Regions from separate parts of the Mus musculus genome. Here region 1 is linked to region 2. A link is a contact called in public Hi-C data. All regions are on one chromosome and are shown on one strand. The core of a region is the stretch at or near the end of the contact, and the rest is flanking DNA. Distances in the headings are between cores, read along the strand shown. Region 1 overlaps Ankrd13c (ankyrin repeat domain 13c). Region 2 has its middle 180 kb from the start of Ptger3.

The links. A called contact is a pair of places that touch in the nucleus more often than the background predicts.
Region 1: a Hi-C map of liver shows a contact between it and region 2, with 4 times the contacts expected there. The contact joins two enhancer-like sites. A contact is called at or near these places in 1 of 484 Hi-C or Micro-C datasets (liver) and 2 of 9 other capture datasets (adipose tissue and pancreatic islet).

Annotation. Positions count from the first base shown.
Region 1 is chr3:157,990,913-157,995,640 of GRCm38.p6, forward strand. It overlaps Ankrd13c (ankyrin repeat domain 13c), which reads left to right. Exons shown (of 13, transcript NM_001013806.2): 8 at 769-900; 9 at 3,685-3,846. Among named protein-coding and RNA genes, the nearest start is that of Srsf11, 43 kb to the right of the region's middle. Within about 2 kb of position 2,744, at least 16 of the 459 cell types and tissues checked have an H3K27ac peak or open chromatin away from gene starts, as enhancers often do. A contact at or near this core is called in liver, where this site is marked.
Region 2 is chr3:157,741,312-157,745,978 of GRCm38.p6, forward strand. No RefSeq gene overlaps it. Among named protein-coding and RNA genes, the nearest start is that of Ptger3, 180 kb to the left of the region's middle. Within about 2 kb of position 1,885, at least 5 of the 459 cell types and tissues checked have an H3K27ac peak or open chromatin away from gene starts, as enhancers often do. A contact at or near this core is called in liver, where this site is marked.

The sequences.
Region 1 (4,728 bases), core at 1,494-3,993, 250 kb after region 2:
CAGTTTAAAACACACACACACACACACACACAGGCTAACGAAATGGATATGAAAACAGAATCCATCATTCTGCTGCATATAAGAAACATACCTCAGCAATAAAGATAGCTATTATATCAGAGTAAAGCACTGGAAAAATTTTTTTCAAGCAAATGGACCCAAGAAGCAAGTAGAGTAGCCATCTTAGTATCTAATAAAATAGACTTTCAACCAAAATTAATCAAAAGAGACAGGGAAGTATACTTCATACTCATTAAAGGAAAAATCTACTAAGATGATATCTCAATTCTGAATATCTGCGACCCAAACATAAGGGCTGTTATGGTCAGCTCCCTTACTCCCTTACTCTTAGAAGTTACTGAAAAGGAAAGATTCAGACAACAATGATGGATATATATATGTATATATATGTGTGTGTGTGTGTGTGTGTGTGTGTGTGTGTGTGTGTGTGTGTGTGTGTACAATAGCAATAACTGGAGGCTAATTTATCTCCATTTAAAGTAAACAAAACTTTTATAAATAGACCAAATAGTTCTGTACTAACAGTGGGTTTATTATATTTATATAGAAGTGTGAAAGTGCTGTACTTTTTATGCCTGCCTTTTAAAGATTCATTATTAGTCATAATTCTGAGTAATTAAAGATATTAGACACAAAAATTAAACTTCTGGTTTTAGAATAAATAATATCATGTTACTTGTCTTTTGAAATTTGTAATATCTTTGAAGAAAACCCAGATTCTTATTTTAACTTTTGCCCCCAATCTAGGAGTCAGAGATGGAAACAGAAGAAGAAGTTGATATTTTAATGAGCAGTGATATTTATTCTGCAACTTTATCAACCAAATCCATTTCTTTCACACGTGCCCAAACTGGATGGCTTTTTCGGGAAGATAAAACAGTATGTAAAAATTTAGATATTTTTGAACTTAAAAATTGTTATCTAGTATCACCAAAATAATGATGAAATATAGAAATTGTCCTTAGATAGGCAGATTGTTTCTCGTTTTTTTGAATTCACATAGGTAGTTAACAGTGCATATTTATGGGGCTCACTTGTATTCTTGGGAAAGCTCAGAGAAAGTGTGGTTTACTTGAACTCTTCTTGTCTGCCTTCCCTTATAAGAAAGTTCGCACATGGCTCCATTCTTTTTCTAGTGCTTTTTGTTTAAGAGGCTTGTGAAGAGATGTATATACTTTGTTTTGCTGTGTCTTTCCTCTTACTTTAGGCTCTTTTATCTTGTCTGCTCATATGACGCTTATATTTCTATAAGATGCCAAATTTAAGTGTCAGTGGAAGTTTCTATAATTCCCATCACATCTGTTAGCAGGAGAATGTAAGATCACCTAATATATGCTAAGGCTCTTTTGCCTGGCATGCACTGTATGCAATATTGATGAAGGAGTGTTCAGGTTTGAAATTGGTCTGAATTGCGTGTATTTATTAAAACACCATTGTATATTAAATTCATGGTATAATTTTGAATTAAATGAATAATGAAACATTTTAATAAATAATACTTATAAATTCATAAAATTAAATAATACAAATTTAACAATAAGAGCCAAATCAGGTAAAGGGTGAGATTTAATTTTTTTAAAGTTACATCTTATTGAACATAATAAGTGAATGTTTTCATATTAGAAAAACAAAAATAAGCCTTGTATTCACGTAAAACTCATAGAAGAGAGAAATGAAGGGTGTAGAGGATGAGTGAGGTGAGCTATTCGAGAAAAGGGAAGAAAACTGACAGGGTTGTGGAGGGAGACCTTTTTTGCTTAAAGGGGATTGGCTTGTGTTTTATGGGACTTTACATGTCTGAACTGTGTATAGTAGGCTGGACATTAACAGGAGAGTTGGGATTATTTGGAGTTAAAAATCTGCTGTTAGGCTGTCAGGGTTTTTGTGTTACAAAATTTTAAAGTTCAGTTTTAAAGCAGAATTACATTTTCTTCTAGAATTCTTAGTCTTTGCTATTAAGACTCAGGGTTGGATAAGACCCACATAGTTTATAGAGGGAAATCTACTTTTTCAGAGTCTGTTAATTTGGTGTTAATTGTATTAAAGATGCCATCACAGCACATGTTGACCATCACAAGATTAAATATCATACAGCTTTACATATGAAGTCAGGAAACTCTAGTGGTTACTGTCTATGATACTGGAACCCCTGTAGACTTTTTTAGTGTTTTTCACACATAAATACTTCTCTGTAAGTAATGTGCTGTGCTTTGTACTGATACTCTTTAATACAGTGCTGTCAAAGGCTTTGGAATTGGCTGTCCATGAGTGTGGCAGGAACCTCTACTTCACACATAAATGCTGCTTATGCCCGTTAGCAGCTTGCATGTGACACAGTGAAGGTGCCTACAGTACTTACCTGCAGCCATAGTGTTATAGATACAGGAATGAATAGCTTACATTGCTGCTGTTTCCTCCTTTGTAACTGAATTTATCCCCCTTCCCCATGCCTTTGCAGTGCACAGTGTAGGCAGTAGGAACTGCAGTGGCTGGATCATGAGCAGCACATACCTGATACTTTTGTTCATAGCATAGCTTTTGTTTAACTGCTGCTCCTTTTTATGGTCACAAGACCTGTTAACCACCTCCTAGCCAAACTTAACTTTGACCTTTGAGCCCTCAAAGCCTATTTGGCAACAAGTGGCACTTTGGACTCCAGGCTGTGGGTCCAACATTACAGTGCATTTGTTGCTTTGAAGTCTTACTTGTCTGTACTCTGTTCTTCTGGGCAGCATTAGATGGATCTCCCCAAGAGAAGATAAATATTGAAAACTGCTGTCCACCTAGTGTTACCACTAAGCAGCCAAAAGCTCTTGAGGAGCGGCTAGGTGACCTCCTTAAGTCGTTGACAGGTAAGGAGGGAGTCAGTATACCATGGTTCCCATTTTGTAGATAGAAACTTGTTTAAAATGCTTGGCTTCCTGGTGACTTTTAAGAGATGTCCTATATACACAGTTTTGGACATGTCAGGGTGGAGTAGGCAGCCTGGATGTAGGTAAAGATGGGAAGCTGGGTCAGGTAAAGTTCGTCGTAATAAGTAGGTAACTTTTTACATGGGAGTGTGTGAGGGTTGGAAGTGTGGGTCGGGGTCGGATGATTAATGAAGCATCCCTGCAAAGAACTGTTTGCTCTCTTTTGGATGCCTTTTTATCTGTGCCTGCATCTATGATGTAAACACTTTACATGTATTATTGAGCAAGGCTACTTGTATTTGCTTCTTTTCAAAGCAGTAACTTTTATCCAGTCAGAGATCAGAGAGGGTCCAGTGTGGCATGGACTGTGGATTTTAATCCTGCTTTTCTATCTATAAAATGGGAACAACAGTGTTACCTCTGACCCCTCCTTGTTATTTGAAATTGCGTGTTTAGTGAACTTCTAAGATTGCTTTGTGCTGCTTGGTAGTGAAAGAACACCAGTGTACTTCTGTTTAGACTACCTAATGTGCAGGTTAACTAGCATTACTTTAAATTTCCCTTTGTAGTTTGGAAATGAATGATTGTATTTTTAACTTACAAAAATAATTTGGTGACTTTAAATATCAGGATATTTATTTTCACCTACATGGTACATACTTACAGAGAAATTTATGATCTCAACGCTTTTTTAAAATCTGAGATCAACCTTCCTTTAAACTGTCATTTTGGAATATTTGATTTGTTTTAGGAAAGAGTAGGAAACTTTTTGGCAGACTTTTATCTGGTGAATGGACTTGTTCTAGAATCAAGGAAAAGGAGGGAGCACCTGAGTGAGGAGGACATCCTGCGGAACAAGGCCATCATGGAGAGCCTGAGCAAAGGGGGGAGCCTGGCGGAGCAGAGCTTTGAGGTACACTCTTCATTACCTCTGTCTACCTGTACAACTCCATTCTCTTTGTTTCTGAATAATAGAGGATGGGGGGGGGGGATCTTTGGTATAGTTTTGAGTCTGTGCTTTGTCTTTGAAGTCATTTTGTAAGCATGGATTGTGGTGTTAATTTTATTCCATGTCTTGTTGCCTGCTGCCTTCAAGACCCAGCTGAAGGTTCACCCACTCCTGGGCCATATCTACTGTGTACAGCCTGGGAACTATGTATTGAGTCTCTGCTTATTGAAACACTGTGTGCAATGAGTATGGGGCTCAGAAGAAGTGGGAAAAAGAAAGTAGAAAGTGAGAAGATATATGAAAAATGAGGATTGTTCTACGGTCTTATTTCTAATATGAACCAGATACTGCTTTATTCCTGTTTAAAATGTATTTTGTATATATATGTGTGCACATCATGTGAGCTCAGGTGCCCACAGAGGCCAGAAGTATGTCAGATCTTCTGGGACTGGAGTTATAGATGGTTGTAATCTGTCTGATATGAGTGCTGGGATCCAAAAGTGGCTCCTCTGAAAGAGCAGCAGATGCTTCTGACCACTGAACCATCTCTCCTGGTTTCTTAAATTTGTTGTGTTTCAGGCATATCCTCTATCAAGACTCCCAGATATTAACTTAACTCTCTCTACAGGACATTTTCCAAGTCTCAGAATAGGGATCCTTGAGAGAGAATAGGATTAGTCCAGTGGGTCATGACCACTTTTCTTTTCAAACTAGTGTCTGAATAAAACAACAAAGAAGAAGCACATCTCACAAAATGTAGTCACTGCTACTCTTTGAAACAGCAGTCTTAGGGGCTGTGAATGCGTTTGTAAGCACGCATATATGTTTGAGCACTACGCCTACAGT
Region 2 (4,667 bases), core at 635-3,134:
CCATCTGTAGCCATCTTCTCTTCCACCCTTAGGATCCTGGCATGGTGAGCACTTTCAGCAATGTGAGCTGCATGTTCCTCCTCAGCCCTGAGCCCTTGTTCCTTCACTTTCTCCTTACACCCACATGCTGATAGTCTCAGTTTTCTTGAGTTACTGATGTTTGAGGATTCTCCAATACTGTACTGCGGCAGACGGACCTCAGTCAGGTCCTCGATCCGCGGGAAAACTCGGGGTTCCGGTTACAGGCGAGCAACGAGTTGGCACGGATGACAAACAGACACGGACACAGAGAGAGTGTGTATTTGAATGTAATTTTTCCAAGCAAGCACCAGACTTTTAATACAGAATAAAACAAAGAAGTATGGTGTCACAGCAGGCAAGGTACATTGAAGTTATCTGACACAAAACAGAGGAGTGCCTTCCAAGGACTGGCAGGAACCAGGCAATGTTTATAGTAAAGATAAAACAGTCCTGCCTAGAGTCAGCTAATGACAGGGGCCAGGTAATGATTTCACACCCTAGTCATAATTTATGCTATTCCTTTGAGCCTTGTGAAAGCTAGCACTAGGGGGTTCTGCTCTAGCAGAACTTTTCATGAATAATGCAACACTGTAGTTCCTCCTTAAACCACAACCCTCCTTTTTCCTAGACCATGGTAAATTCTTGCATATGGGAGTAACTAGGCTGCTTTTATAAGTATCTGTAGGGAATCTCCATTGTCAAAAGAACTCACCAACTTGCTTCTAATATGCAATGTAGTTTGCCAGACCTGACTGTAATGAAGATTTTAAGTATACTTTGCTAAGCTTGCCCTGAGATTTCTAATTCTTATCCAGTAAAATACTGTAAGAAAGCACGCAAGACCCTCCACACTATCACAGGGACAAATCTGGAGCATTCTAGCTATGGGAATGCCAAATTTCCAGGAGACTAAGTTTCCATGAACTTTTCGCCTCGGGACTGCATCCAGGTTTCTGGGCCTGTCACGCGAATCACTACTGGAGTGGATGTAGCACTACACTTTTCATAGAAACCCTCTTTGAGGTCCTGTCTCCTTCCAAATTTAGATCAGTGCTTCCTCCTAGGCCTTCCTCTGTGCCCCTTTCCTTCCTATATCAGTATATAATATGAATATATATATTTATTTTAAATAAGACTATATATACAAGAAAAATAACAATTTTTCTAAAACTAGTATAGCTCTATTAAATGTGAACCTCAGATGGTCTCATCAGAATAAGTGTGCTGATGGTGGATGTCTGTCTATATAGCCTTCATTTCACCCCCTATGTGTCTCCCAGAGTATCAACCGTAGCTGTACCTCATCATGTGTGCAGCAAACAGAGAGCCCTTGCGGTTTAACATCTGGATATAGAATCATTTTTCATGTTACTTTCCTTCCTCCCATAACAGCATATTCAAGCTTTCTTAGAAAACAGATGTCTGAGTGTCCCAGCACAGAAAGACAGGTTGATTGCTCAGTGTCTTTATTGTTATATTAAATTACAAATTAGTATCCAGGGACAGCTAACTCTGAAGACTGCTCTTAAAAATAATTTAATTTCTAAACATATCTAATTTAATAGTCAGATAGATAGATTAGTGGATAGACATTGAATTATGGAATAAAGAGCAAGAAAGACCACTCAAGAAAGTTCTGGAATTATGAGGAGAATGGCAAAGCAAATGGTCCCTGATTGACAATGGCTTGATTTATAATTTCATAGTTTTATAAGGGCCCAAAGGTAATATGCAATCAGTAGAAAGTGTACTTTGGATTTTAAAGTTTGATTTGTTTTTCCACAGCCAAGGGTAGAAAGGGCAGCACTTTCTTGGTGCTGGGCAATGTCAGAGAGCCACCGATCTCCACCAGCCAGTGATTGTGAGAGTAAACATCCAGTCAGCACTCTTGTTGACCCTGTTGCTAGGCTCACAGTCAGCAGATTGAGTGCACTGAATAGATTTTTTTACTACACAACATTTCAGCTTATGTGTGTTTGTCAGGATGTAATCCTCTGTAGCTTGCAGTGGCAAGCTATAAAGGGTGTATCACTTCATGCTGCTTCTTACTCATGAGAAAGAAAGGTCTGCCTACCAAGAGGCAGCACTTGGGCAGCAAACTGAAGAGCAGCATGAGAGGAAAAAGAGTTCCTTTAGGCATAAACAGTACACATAGACTTTGCCAGCAGGCACAAGCAATATGCACTACAAAATGTTAGTCCACCGGGAAGTGGTGGCACATGCCTTTAATCCCAGAACTTGGGAGACAGAGGCAGGCAGATTTCTGAGTTCAAGGCCAGCCTGGTCTACAGAGTGAGTTCCAGGACAGCCAGGACTACACAGAGAAACCGTGTCTCGAAAAACAAACAAACAAAAAAAAAAACAAAAACAAAAACAAATAAAACGAAAAAACAAAAAAAAGAATCAAAAATAAAAAAAAAAATGCTAGTCCAAGGAGCTTTGTTCATCCATCACAGAGATGCCTACCCATCTCTCAATACAGTTCATTAGTTTTAAATTGCTAAGTTTTCTTTTCAGCTTCTGGCTATTATAAATAAGGCTGCTATGAACATAGTGGAGCATGTGTCCTTATTGCAAGTTGGAACATCTTCTGGGTATATGCCCAGGAGAGGTATTGCTGGATCCTCCAGTAGTACTATGTCCAATTTTCTGAGGAACCACGAGACTGATTTCCAGAGTGGCTGTACAAGCTTGCAAACCCACCAGCAATGGAGGAGTGTTCCTCTTTCTCCACATCCTTGCCAGCATCTGCTGTCATCTGAATTTTTGATCTTTTGAGTGCTGTGACGTGGAATCTCAAGGTTGTTTTGAATCTCAGGTTGTTCCCCGATGATTAGGGATGTTGAACATTGTTTCAGGTGCTTCTCAGCCATTCGGTATTCCTCAGGTGAGAATTCTTTGTTTAGCTCTGAACCACATTTTTTAATGGGGCTATTTGATTTTCTAAAGTCCAGCTTCTTGAGTTCTTTGTATATATTTGATATTAGTCCCCTATCTGATTTAGGATTGGTAAAGATCCTTTCCCAATCTGTTGGTGGCCTTTTTGTGTTATTGACGGTGTCTATTGCCTTACAGAAGCTTTGCAATTTTATGAGGTCCCATTTGTCGATTCTCGATCTTACAGCACAAGCCATTGCTGTTCTGTTCAAGAATTTTTCCCCTGTGCCCATATATTCGAGGCTTTTCCCCACTTTCTCCTTTATAAGTTTTAGTGTCTCTGGTTTTATGTGGAGTTCCTTGATCCACTTAGACTTGAGCTTTGTACAAGGAGATAAGAATGGATCAATTCACATTCTTCTAGACAATTACTGCCAGTTGAGCCAGCACCATTTGTTGAAAATGCTGTCTTTTTTTCCACTGGATGGTTTTAGCTCCTTTGTCAAAGATCAAGTGACCATAGGTGTGTGGATTCATTTCTAGGTCTTCAATTCTATTCTATTGATCTACCTGTCTGTCACTGTACCAGTACCATGCAGTTTTTGTCACAATTGCTCTGTAGTACAGCTTGAGGTCAGGCATGGAGATTCCACCAGAAGTTCTTTTATTGTTGAGGTACATTTACACAATGGAGCACTACTCAGATATTGAAAACAATGAATTCATGAAATTCTTAGGCAAATGATGGATCTGGAGGATATCATCCTGAGTGAGGTAACTCAATCACAAAAGAACACACATGATATGCACTCAGTGATAAGTGGATATTAGCCCAGAAACTTAGAATACCCAAGTATAAGATACAATTTGCAAAACACATGAAACTCAAGAAGAAGGAAGACCAAATTATGGATGGTTTGTCCCTTCTTAGAATGGGGAACAAAATACCAATGGAAGGAGTTGCAGAGACAAAGTTTGGAGCTGAAACAGAAGGAAGGAGCATCCAGAGACTGCCCCACCTGGGGATCCATCCCATAAACAGCCACCAAACCCAGACACTATTGCGTATGCCAGCAGGATTTTGCTGACAGGACCCTCATATAGCTATCTCTTGTAAGGCTATGCCAGTGCCTGGCAAATACAGAAGTGGATGCTCACAGTCATCTATTGAATGGAACACAGGGCCCTCAATGGAGGAGCTAGAGAAAGTACGTACCCCAGGAGCTGAAGTGGTCTGCAACTCTATAGGATGAACAGCAATATAAACTAACCAGTACCCCCAGAGCTCATGTCTCTAGCTGCATATGTAGCAGAAGATGGCCTAGTTGGCCATCAGTGGGAGGAGAGGCACTTGGTCTTGCAAAGTTTATATCCCTAGTACAGGGGAATGCCAAGGCCAGGAAGCAGGAGTGGGTGGGTTGGGGAGCATTTGAAATGTAAATGAAGAAAATATCTAATTAAAATTTTTTAAATAAATAAATTGCTAAGTTTTATCCCAACAAGATGATTGGTTATTCTGACTGTTAATTCCTCAACTGTAGATTAGCTAACTCAAGAGAAGGAGAACATGACCAGCATAGCCACTCTTCTGTGCCCCCCTCCCCCCATGCTCCCATCTAGCATCAGACCATGAATACAGTCATTTCCTTGAGAGCAGCTTCAGTTGAAGGGTGCTCATCAGCACTTTCCTGCAGAGCTCAGCACTGCTGACTGAGACCAGGAGGGAGAGAAAGCTGTGGTGCCAGGGTGACTTTCCAGACATGAGAGGC